Regions from separate parts of the Sus scrofa genome. Here region 2 is linked to region 1. The links are chromatin contacts, called in public Hi-C maps. All regions are on one chromosome and are shown on one strand. The core of a region is the stretch at or near the end of the contact, and the rest is flanking DNA. Distances in the headings are between cores, read along the strand shown.

Evidence for each region. Hi-C and Micro-C count contacts between places; a contact is called where the count stands out from the background.
Region 2: a contact with region 1 is called in a Hi-C map of liver, with 9 times the contacts expected there. The contact joins two enhancer-like sites. A contact is called at or near these places in 16 of 47 Hi-C or Micro-C datasets (adipocytes, adipose tissue, alveolar macrophages and 11 more).

The regions. Positions count from the first base shown.
Region 1 is chr10:19,428,719-19,433,047 of Sscrofa11.1, reverse strand. All of the region lies in intron 5 of SUSD4 (sushi domain-containing protein 4), which reads left to right. Among named protein-coding and RNA genes, the nearest start is that of TLR5, 21 kb to the right of the region's middle. Within about 2 kb of position 1,732, at least 1 of the 83 cell types and tissues checked has an H3K27ac peak or open chromatin away from gene starts, as enhancers often do. A contact at or near this core is called in liver, where this site is marked.
Region 2 is chr10:19,463,864-19,467,954 of Sscrofa11.1, reverse strand. All of the region lies in intron 3 of SUSD4 (sushi domain-containing protein 4), which reads left to right. Among named protein-coding and RNA genes, the nearest start is that of TLR5, 56 kb to the right of the region's middle. Within about 2 kb of position 2,469, at least 5 of the 83 cell types and tissues checked have an H3K27ac peak or open chromatin away from gene starts, as enhancers often do. A contact at or near this core is called in liver, where this site is marked.

The sequences.
Region 1 (4,329 bases), core at 483-2,982:
TATACATAATATAGTTACTGATAAGAGTAGCTATCTATTTATTGGGCATATATTTTTGTGTCAGGCACTGTGCTTGCTGACTTACAGCTATTATTTTTAACTGTTATAAAAAGCTCTGCAGTATAGGTATTATCATTCCCATTTTATAGAAGATGGAAACTAATCTTACCTCAGAAAGAGGTTAAATAACATACCTAAGGTCACAGGGCTCCTAAGTGTGTGAGCCAAGATTTGAACCCAGGGAAGTGTAAGCTCTGTACTATACAAAGCTCCTTTAGTCCATGGATGAGTTATGTCTCCCCAGCCTTTTCTCACATTCTCACTCTCACACTCTCTCCTTTTCTCTTCTGGTGGCTGATTTTCCCCTTTTATCCTATTTTCACTGGAGACAGCAGTTTTCAAAAACATTCAGATGTCAGGAAAGCATTGTACTTTTCACAGACTAGCATTTTCTCTTTTAGCAGAACACTAAGAAATATGTATGTAAACCTTAGAAGCACTTTTGTGAGCAGGAAACCTGGCTGGTTATTTTCTATGTGCAATATAGGACCATAAACATACATGTAACTTATACAACACATGTGTGTGTAGTCACACTTAGTTAGGAACAGAGCATAACCAATTGCTTCCCATTTTGATGAACTTGCTGCTCAATTATTTATCCCATCATCTGCTAGGATTTGCTGATACGAAGGAGAAGGCATGAGAAATTTAAGAAAAAAAATTATGAGAGGGAAAATGAAAGTTTGGAAAATCAACACATTCATGTATCAGTATGGTGCCTTGGTCCAGTTTGTGGGGAAGGAACTTAAAAATTGCCAGGATACACTGGCCACATTTTATATTCAGCATGATCTCTAATGGTGAGAAGGTTCACTGGTTGCAGGAAGAGGCAGGAGAGACTCACCCTAAGTGCTCCTTTAACTGTGAACTTTCTTTTTCTCTTTTCTTTTTCCTTTTTAGGGCCACACCCACAGCATATGGAAGTTCCCTGGTGAGGGGTCGAATCAGAACTGCACATACTAGTCTATGCCACAGCCACAGCAACTTGGGATCTGGCCCACACCACAGCTCAAGGCAACACCGGATCCTTAACCCACTGAGCCAGGCCAGAGATCAAAACTGTGTCCTCATGGATACTAGTTGGGTTCATTACCACTGAGCCACAATGAGAATTCCCTACCTGTGTGCTTTCTGTGTTAATTTGTGTTAACTTTAATCTTGGGCCCCTGATTTCGCTCCCTTCCAAAAAATTAAGCTGCCCAATGACCGTCAGGTGTCACAACTGTAGGAATCCTGTTTGGGAAGATGGTCGCAGACTTCCAAACATGGTAATGCTGCTGATGTCACGTGATTTCTTTTCACCATGTGGTGAGTGAGGCAGGACTGGTCTGGTGCTCTGGTCCCTACAAAGGAGGAAGCACACCTCATTAGTGCCCAGAAATACAGGTCAGCTTTAGAGTTCAGCACCAGCCAGCCTTTGCTGCCAAAAGCTGTCAGAGAAAATCAGTTTTATACCTGCTCCCTCAACTGTGAGTTCCTCTGTGGCTTCACCATGTCACCAAACCAGACACACTTTGGATTTATTACGTGAAATCCTTTTTTTTTTTTTTTTGGACTGAAGTTTTACAGTCATTGGATGCCTCACCTATTTGGTCAGGGACACCCTAAGGTGGTGACTCTGAGCTAGAAGCAGATCAGAACCCCTCCCCCAGGGCTGCTGCATGATATTGATCTTAAATTTCACCTGTCAGCACATTTCTAAGCAAGTAAACACCAGGCTCCATCCAGCCTGGAAATAAGCAAAGCCTCAGCCTTGTCATCATTTGCTTCCCTAAGTGGACACATACATTGGCCTTCCATGTTGTTAGAGGAGCATAAAAGTGGAAAGTGTTATGTGCCATATATTCCCTGAGCCAAAAGAAAGCTTTGGACATAGCCTTGGAAATAGCTTGGGTTTTGGATTTGGAACATGCCATGCAGCTTCCTGGAACCATTAACCTAACTTAGATGACCCCAGGGCCATCTTCATGGTGCTGTGTCAGTTTTTTGTTTTTTTTTTTGTTATGTTTTGTTTTGTTTTGTTTTGTTTTGCTTTTTTGTCATTTTGCCTTTTCTAGGGCTTCTCCCACAGCATATGGAAGTTCCCAAGCTTGGGGGTCCAATCAGAGCTGTAGCCGCCAGCCTATGCCAGAGCCATCAGTATCTGGCTTGCTGATGGATCTTAATCAACAAGCCAGGATCAGACCAAACCTCATGGTTCAGGGATCATAACCACTGTGCATGATGGAACTCCAGGTGCCGTGGCAGTTTTGATGAAAAGAAGCCAGCAGAACTCCTGCAGGCAGAGCCTTGGTGGTTCCCCATGTGTGCAGTGCAGTGCCTGTGCTCTTGGGAGGGGTGTGGGGCTCGTGCTGCTGGTCTGAAGGTGATGCCTTTGGATTCATTGCTGGATTTCCCACCACCTCCTTGTGTGCTGCCAGGCCAGCTGAGGGCCAGATTCAAGCCTTAAGAGAGTTTTTTCTCCTCCTCATCATTGTCCTCGTGGTCTGGGTCCATGCTTCTCAGACTGTACCTTGAAGCACCTGGGGATCTTGCTAAAATGAAGTTTCTGATTCAGTAGGACTGGGCTGTGGCTTGTGATTGTGAATTTCTAACAAGCCCCCAACTGATCCCAAAGCTGATGGTTCAGGGACTGCTGTGGAAGAGCAAGTGCTGAATGGAAGGTCAAAATTCCCACTGGAAACTCTGGCAACATAATTCTCACCCTGGCTCCCCTGGATGTTGACAGACCTGCATCCCAGCAGGGGGTGCACCAAGGGAGGCCAGTCTGTCTACTTATGTGCCTAGGATCACATCTTTCACCTTCATAATGACCTTGCATTCCTCCTCCCATTCCACATCACCTGCATTGTCGTCTGTGTTGGCTGCTCCCTAGAGGATGTGTAAATGAGGTCTAGGCTCCTGTAGGGGTGGGCAGGGTCTTCCTGGCCCTCCCACTGCCCTTGGGCTGCTTTCCTTCAGCAAAGCTTCTCTAATGAGTCATTTACTGCTCCTCCCTGTGCCCCACTCCTCAGAACATGCTACCCCTTCTCCACTGGCCACTTGGGGCTCTGCTCAGATTGTGTCCTCAAGGTCACCATAACTCCCACAGGGCCAAATCCAGGTGGAACTGACAGAACTAATGGCCTGAACCCAGCCAGAACACTGACTGGGACTTGAACCCATGTGCTTGGACAAGAACCCAACCCAAAGCCAGATTGGGCCTTGAATCCATGGTTTTAAAAATTATAATCACTCATCCTGCGTCTGGACTCACTGACATTCAGGTTCTTCATGCCTCTATGTGGAAGGAATTCAGCCAGAGACAAAGTGATAGGCAAGAAACAGATTTATCGAGATAGGATGCTTGAGAGAGATGCAAGCTGGCAGGCAAGGAAGCTTCTGACAAAGGATCTCCAGTGGGCTACAGTTTTATCATCCAAGGGACATGGAGGTTTGGAAAAGACAGCCTCTTCCTTTCTTAGAGTAGCAGCTCCTCCTTAGTATCCCATTGGGTGTGTATTCAAATCAGCAGAAGGGTGGTCCTCAAACTCCTGCCCTGGGTCTGAATCTGAATGCAGACCTCCTCCTACCCCCAACCCAATGACCTGAGGCAGTTCTTACACCTCCACAAATCAAGCAAGCCTGCCTTGTGCTGATGGCTTTCATGAACTTACAGTGGTCCCTCAACCTCTCCCAGGTTTCCTGCCTTATCTGTGATCCCCCACTGGGGCTTCTACAACCACCTCTGCTACTCTATCCCTATCACAGGCTCCCTCTCCTGTCCCCATCTTTCTCAGCTTGTTGGGAACCACTGCCTCCTCCTCCAAACAGCTCATCTATTGGCTTCTGTGACACATCCCCATCAGCTTGGCCACAGCCTCTTTCAATCCATCCAATTTCTCAGCCTTTGGGTGGGGACCACTCCTCTTTTCTCTCTACCCTCTCCCCTTCTGTGAGTTTGCCCAGTGGTCCTAAGTCTTATCTTGAGGCTCATGACTCCTGAGTTCTTTATGGCACTTTCTGCAGGTGGTTGACACTTGGATGATGGTCTCACTGGAAGCTTGGACATGAGCAATGTAAAGCCAGATGCTCGGCACCCCTCTCTTCCCACAAAACAAACCAACAAAAACCTGATATGCTGAATGGCACCCCTATTTGCCCAGATACTAATGTCAGAAATCTTGGGGTCATCCCTGATTCTTTCCTTGGCCCCCTAATTCCGTCTCTTGGCAAGGCCTGTTGTAGAATCAGGGGGTTCTGAAAGAGGTCCCATCATGCTCCTCA
Region 2 (4,091 bases), core at 1,220-3,719, 34 kb before region 1:
AAAAAAAAAGTTCATTTGCAATAAATGCTTTGATGTTTTTCTTTTTATCACTGCAGCACATGGAACTTCCCAGGCTAGGGGTCAAACTGGAGCTGCAGCTGCCAGCTACACTACAGCCACAGCAACACTGAATCCGAGCCACATTGTGACCTATGCCACAGCTTGCAGCAATGCCAGATCCTTAACCTACTGAGCCAGGCCACGGATCGAACCCCCATCCTCACAGAGACAACATCAGATGCTTAACCCACTGAGCCACAATGGGAACTCCCTTAAAATGCATTGATAGCAGGAATGTGCTCTCCAGAAGCAAGGTGGTATTAAGGCAGATGTTTTCTTGTGCCTTCACACAGATTCCCTTTCTTCTCCTCCCCACTTGGCACTGCTACATGGACCAGCCCTCTGTCCCTTCACTCCACTCCAAATAGTTTATTCCAAGTAAGCTCACTTATAGGAGTTTGGACTTACAAATATGAATTTCTTGGCACCCAAAGCCTACAGCGTAAGAGGTGCCTCTGTTATTCCAAGCAGCTTCTGTAAGACTAGAATCTGCATATCCCTAAGCAGGGGTGAGGATGCTTATGGTCCTGGGAGCAGGGAGGTGACCATTATAATGGAGAGGGGACCATGGAGTTGGAAAAGGACTGAAATACTCCCTGTGGGCACAGGGCTGCTGACATAGTAAGTACAGTGCCCGAAGCCACCATCTGGGTCTCTTCCTTTCCAAGATCACTCAACTAGTGTCCTGGGGGCCACTTGCTCTGGGCAAATACAATCCCTTCCCCACGTTTTGGAAGAAAATGTATAGGTAAAATTAGATTAACTCTGTGGAAATTCACTTGACAACCAAACCAGGATTAAGACCTGCATCCTGGGGTTCCTGACGTGGCACAGCGGAAATGAATCTGACTAGGAACCATGAGGTTTCGGGTTCGATCCCTGGCCTTGCTTAGTGGGTTAAGGATCCAGCGTTGCCGTGAGCTATGGTGTAGGTCACAGACTGGCATTGCTGTGGCTCTGGCGTAGGTTAGCGGAAACGGCTCCGATTCAACCCCTAGCCTGGGAACCTCCATATGCCTCGGGTGCGGCCCTAAAAAGACAAAAAAAAAAGGACCTGCATCCTGACTCCTGGTTCAGTGCTCTTTCCATCATACTGACGTTGTGCAAACCAGGCTGCAGGTCAGATTCACCTGGGGGACTTTTAGAGATAATTGTGCCAGGAACTTTCTCCGCGAGCTCCTATTTTAGTTGTTCTGGGCAGTGGGAGCTCAACCATGGTATTTCTGAAAGCTCCCAGGGTCGTTTCAGTTACTGCTGCCAGCTGCACTTTGTCTCCATTTCATCACCTGCCTGTGGCCGAAGGTCACATAGAGCACAGGAGAGCAGTCCCTGTCCTTGCCCCCACCTGCCATGTCCCCATGGTGAACCCCTCTCCGCCCCACTTCCTTGCAGGAGGCACCAGGGGGGAAAAATGAATTCATTCAGCAAGGATTATTTTTAAGTACTTTCTAAAATATTTTGATTCCCATAGACCTGACCAGGATGGCCATAAAATATGAGTAATTTGATGGGAAGAAGATTCTAGTTTCAGTATGATTATTACATTATAAATTTTTAATTGAAAAATTCAGCTTGACTCAGGAGCAGTAAAGATGGCAGATAACTCTTTTATTCCATGAAACTGGAGGGGAGCAGACATTTGTCAAAAGCAAGGCAGTCATATTTCTTTTTTACAGTTACTCCTATATTAAGGTGAGTTGTCTTCCAGCTCCAGAAACTGCACCAAAACAGATGGATGCTTTAAAAATGTTTTATTCAGGATCCTTTTCTTCTCATATGCATTTTCTCTCATCTAAAATTTCTTTCTTCTTGCCTTAGACGTGGGTTATCAGAAAGAGCAGCCTGTGCCCACGGGGGCACAAATATTTGCATGTTTTCACCTGATATACTCTTCTCATTTTTCCATCCTCTAAGATGGGAAGGAGCCAGGGGGTGCCTCTCCCTGTCTCCAGAACCACTGTCATTTGTTTGTACTTCTGGGAACCGAAGTCACCACTTTCCTCCTCTCCTTCCCTTGTGGCTTCCGTGTGAGTTTGGGTTTTTGTTCTTAAAATGATGTCTTTCCCTTAACTCTGGTCATGACTTGAAAGGAAAAAAAAAAAAAATCCAGAGGAAATAAGGTCAGGTCAGATGGGGCAGATGCAGCAAAGATAAATGACAGAAATGATCAGTTATTACTGCTGCAAGATGACAGCTGGCCCGCCTCAGACAAGGGTTCACAAGCCTGCCCAGCCGAGCCCCCTGTAGTGCAGAGGGAACTCCCAATCCTAGCAGCCTTCACCAGCTGCCTCCCGTCATCTCCCGTGGTGTGTGAGTGCTGAGATTCGCCCTTTCTGTACAGGGACCACGGGGGCAGGGAGGCGCTTTAAGTCACAGAATTATTAGGCAACGGTGGAACATCCCCACATTCCAGATCCTTGTCAGATCGTGTACAAAGGTCACAAAATGAGTGTTAGCAAGCTTTTACACCAAGCCGATCGTGGAGATTCCCCCAGAAAGCAGTTTCTCACAAGCTCCCAACTGAAACGACCCAGAATGAGGTTGGCCGCTTATGGAAAATGCAGGGCTACCCCTCTGGGTATCCTTCCAAACCTATCACAGACGAAGTTCTTTTTCCCTTACGCCAGTCTTGAGCAGTTTAGGGCTGACTGTGGCTCCCCAGAGAGTCCTGTTAGAATGCAGATCTTGGCGTTCCCGTTGTGGCTCAGAGGGTCAAGAACCTGACTCGTATCCATGAGGATTCAGGTTCCATCCTTGGCTCAGTGCGTTAAGGATCTGGCATTGCCGTGAGCTGTGGCGTAGGTTGCAGATGTGGCTTTGATCTGGTGTTGCTGTAGCTGTGGTGAAGGCCAGCAGCTTCAGCTCCAATTCGACCTCTAGCCTGGGAACTTCCGCATACCGCAGGTGCGGCAGTAAAAATAAAAAATAAATAATGCAGATCTTAGAAGGCCACCCTGGGATGCAGAATGAGAGGCTCAGCTACAGAGCTCCCTCCCAGCTGCTCAGATAAGAACCTGGTCTTTCCTACAGGTTATAGTGCTCAGGGAGGGGCCAGGGCTGTTAAACCTGAGCCACCCTCTGTGTTTGAACTGCTCTCTTTCACCTAGTTGATTACCTTGCATATCCATCCAGCAGTGGTTCTCCATGTTTGACTTCATGGGAATTGCCCTAGGGGCATGTTAAAAATGCACATTTCCAGGCCTCCTCTGAGAGGTTTTTCTGCACTCAGAATCTGAATTTAGCAGGCACCTCCAGGAAATTCTCGTGCTGGCAGGCCTCAGAGCATGGCTTGCGATGTTTGCCATAGGTGCGCCAAAGCGGAACATGAAGACAGGATAGAACCTTGGTAATGGCCTTCTCTGATTTTTCTTGTGGGCTCAGTTCTGGCAACCAAATGCTTCTATCACCTCCTTGTTGAAAACGGAAGTTACTTTCCACAAGGTGGAAAGAGACCTCCAGGTTTTTTTTGTTTTGTTTTGTTTTGTTTTTTTAATGAAATAGTTAAAACTCTGTTTATTAAGAGATAAGCCAGAAATTAGGTCAGTTTGTCTCCTGGGGCCAAACCTTCTGAACCAAACTCAGTTTCTCCAAAAACCTCTAAATCTACATATGAGGTCAAATGGCCATCTGGAAAATAATTTGGCATCTATGTTGATAAGATGGATTGGCCTCAGTTTTTCTTTTTTTGTAATGTTCTTGTCAGTTTTTACCATCAAGGTCATGCTACACTCATAAAATGAGGGATTGTGGTCTTTCTGAATAGAACTCTTAAAAGAGTTTGTATAAGACAGGTGCTATTTCTTCCTTAAATGTTTAGTATCATTCATGGAAAGCCACCTAGAGTTGCCTTTGTGGGAAGGTTTTTAGTTTTGAAGTCAGTTTATTCTATATTTTTTAAGATTATAACCACTTTCAGTTTTTTCTTGCATCAGTTTTGGTAAATTGTACAGTTTTTGTTCATTTGTTTTAGGAATTCAGTTGAATCTAAAATTTCTAATTTCTTGGAGTTCCCGTCGTGGCTCAGTGGTTAA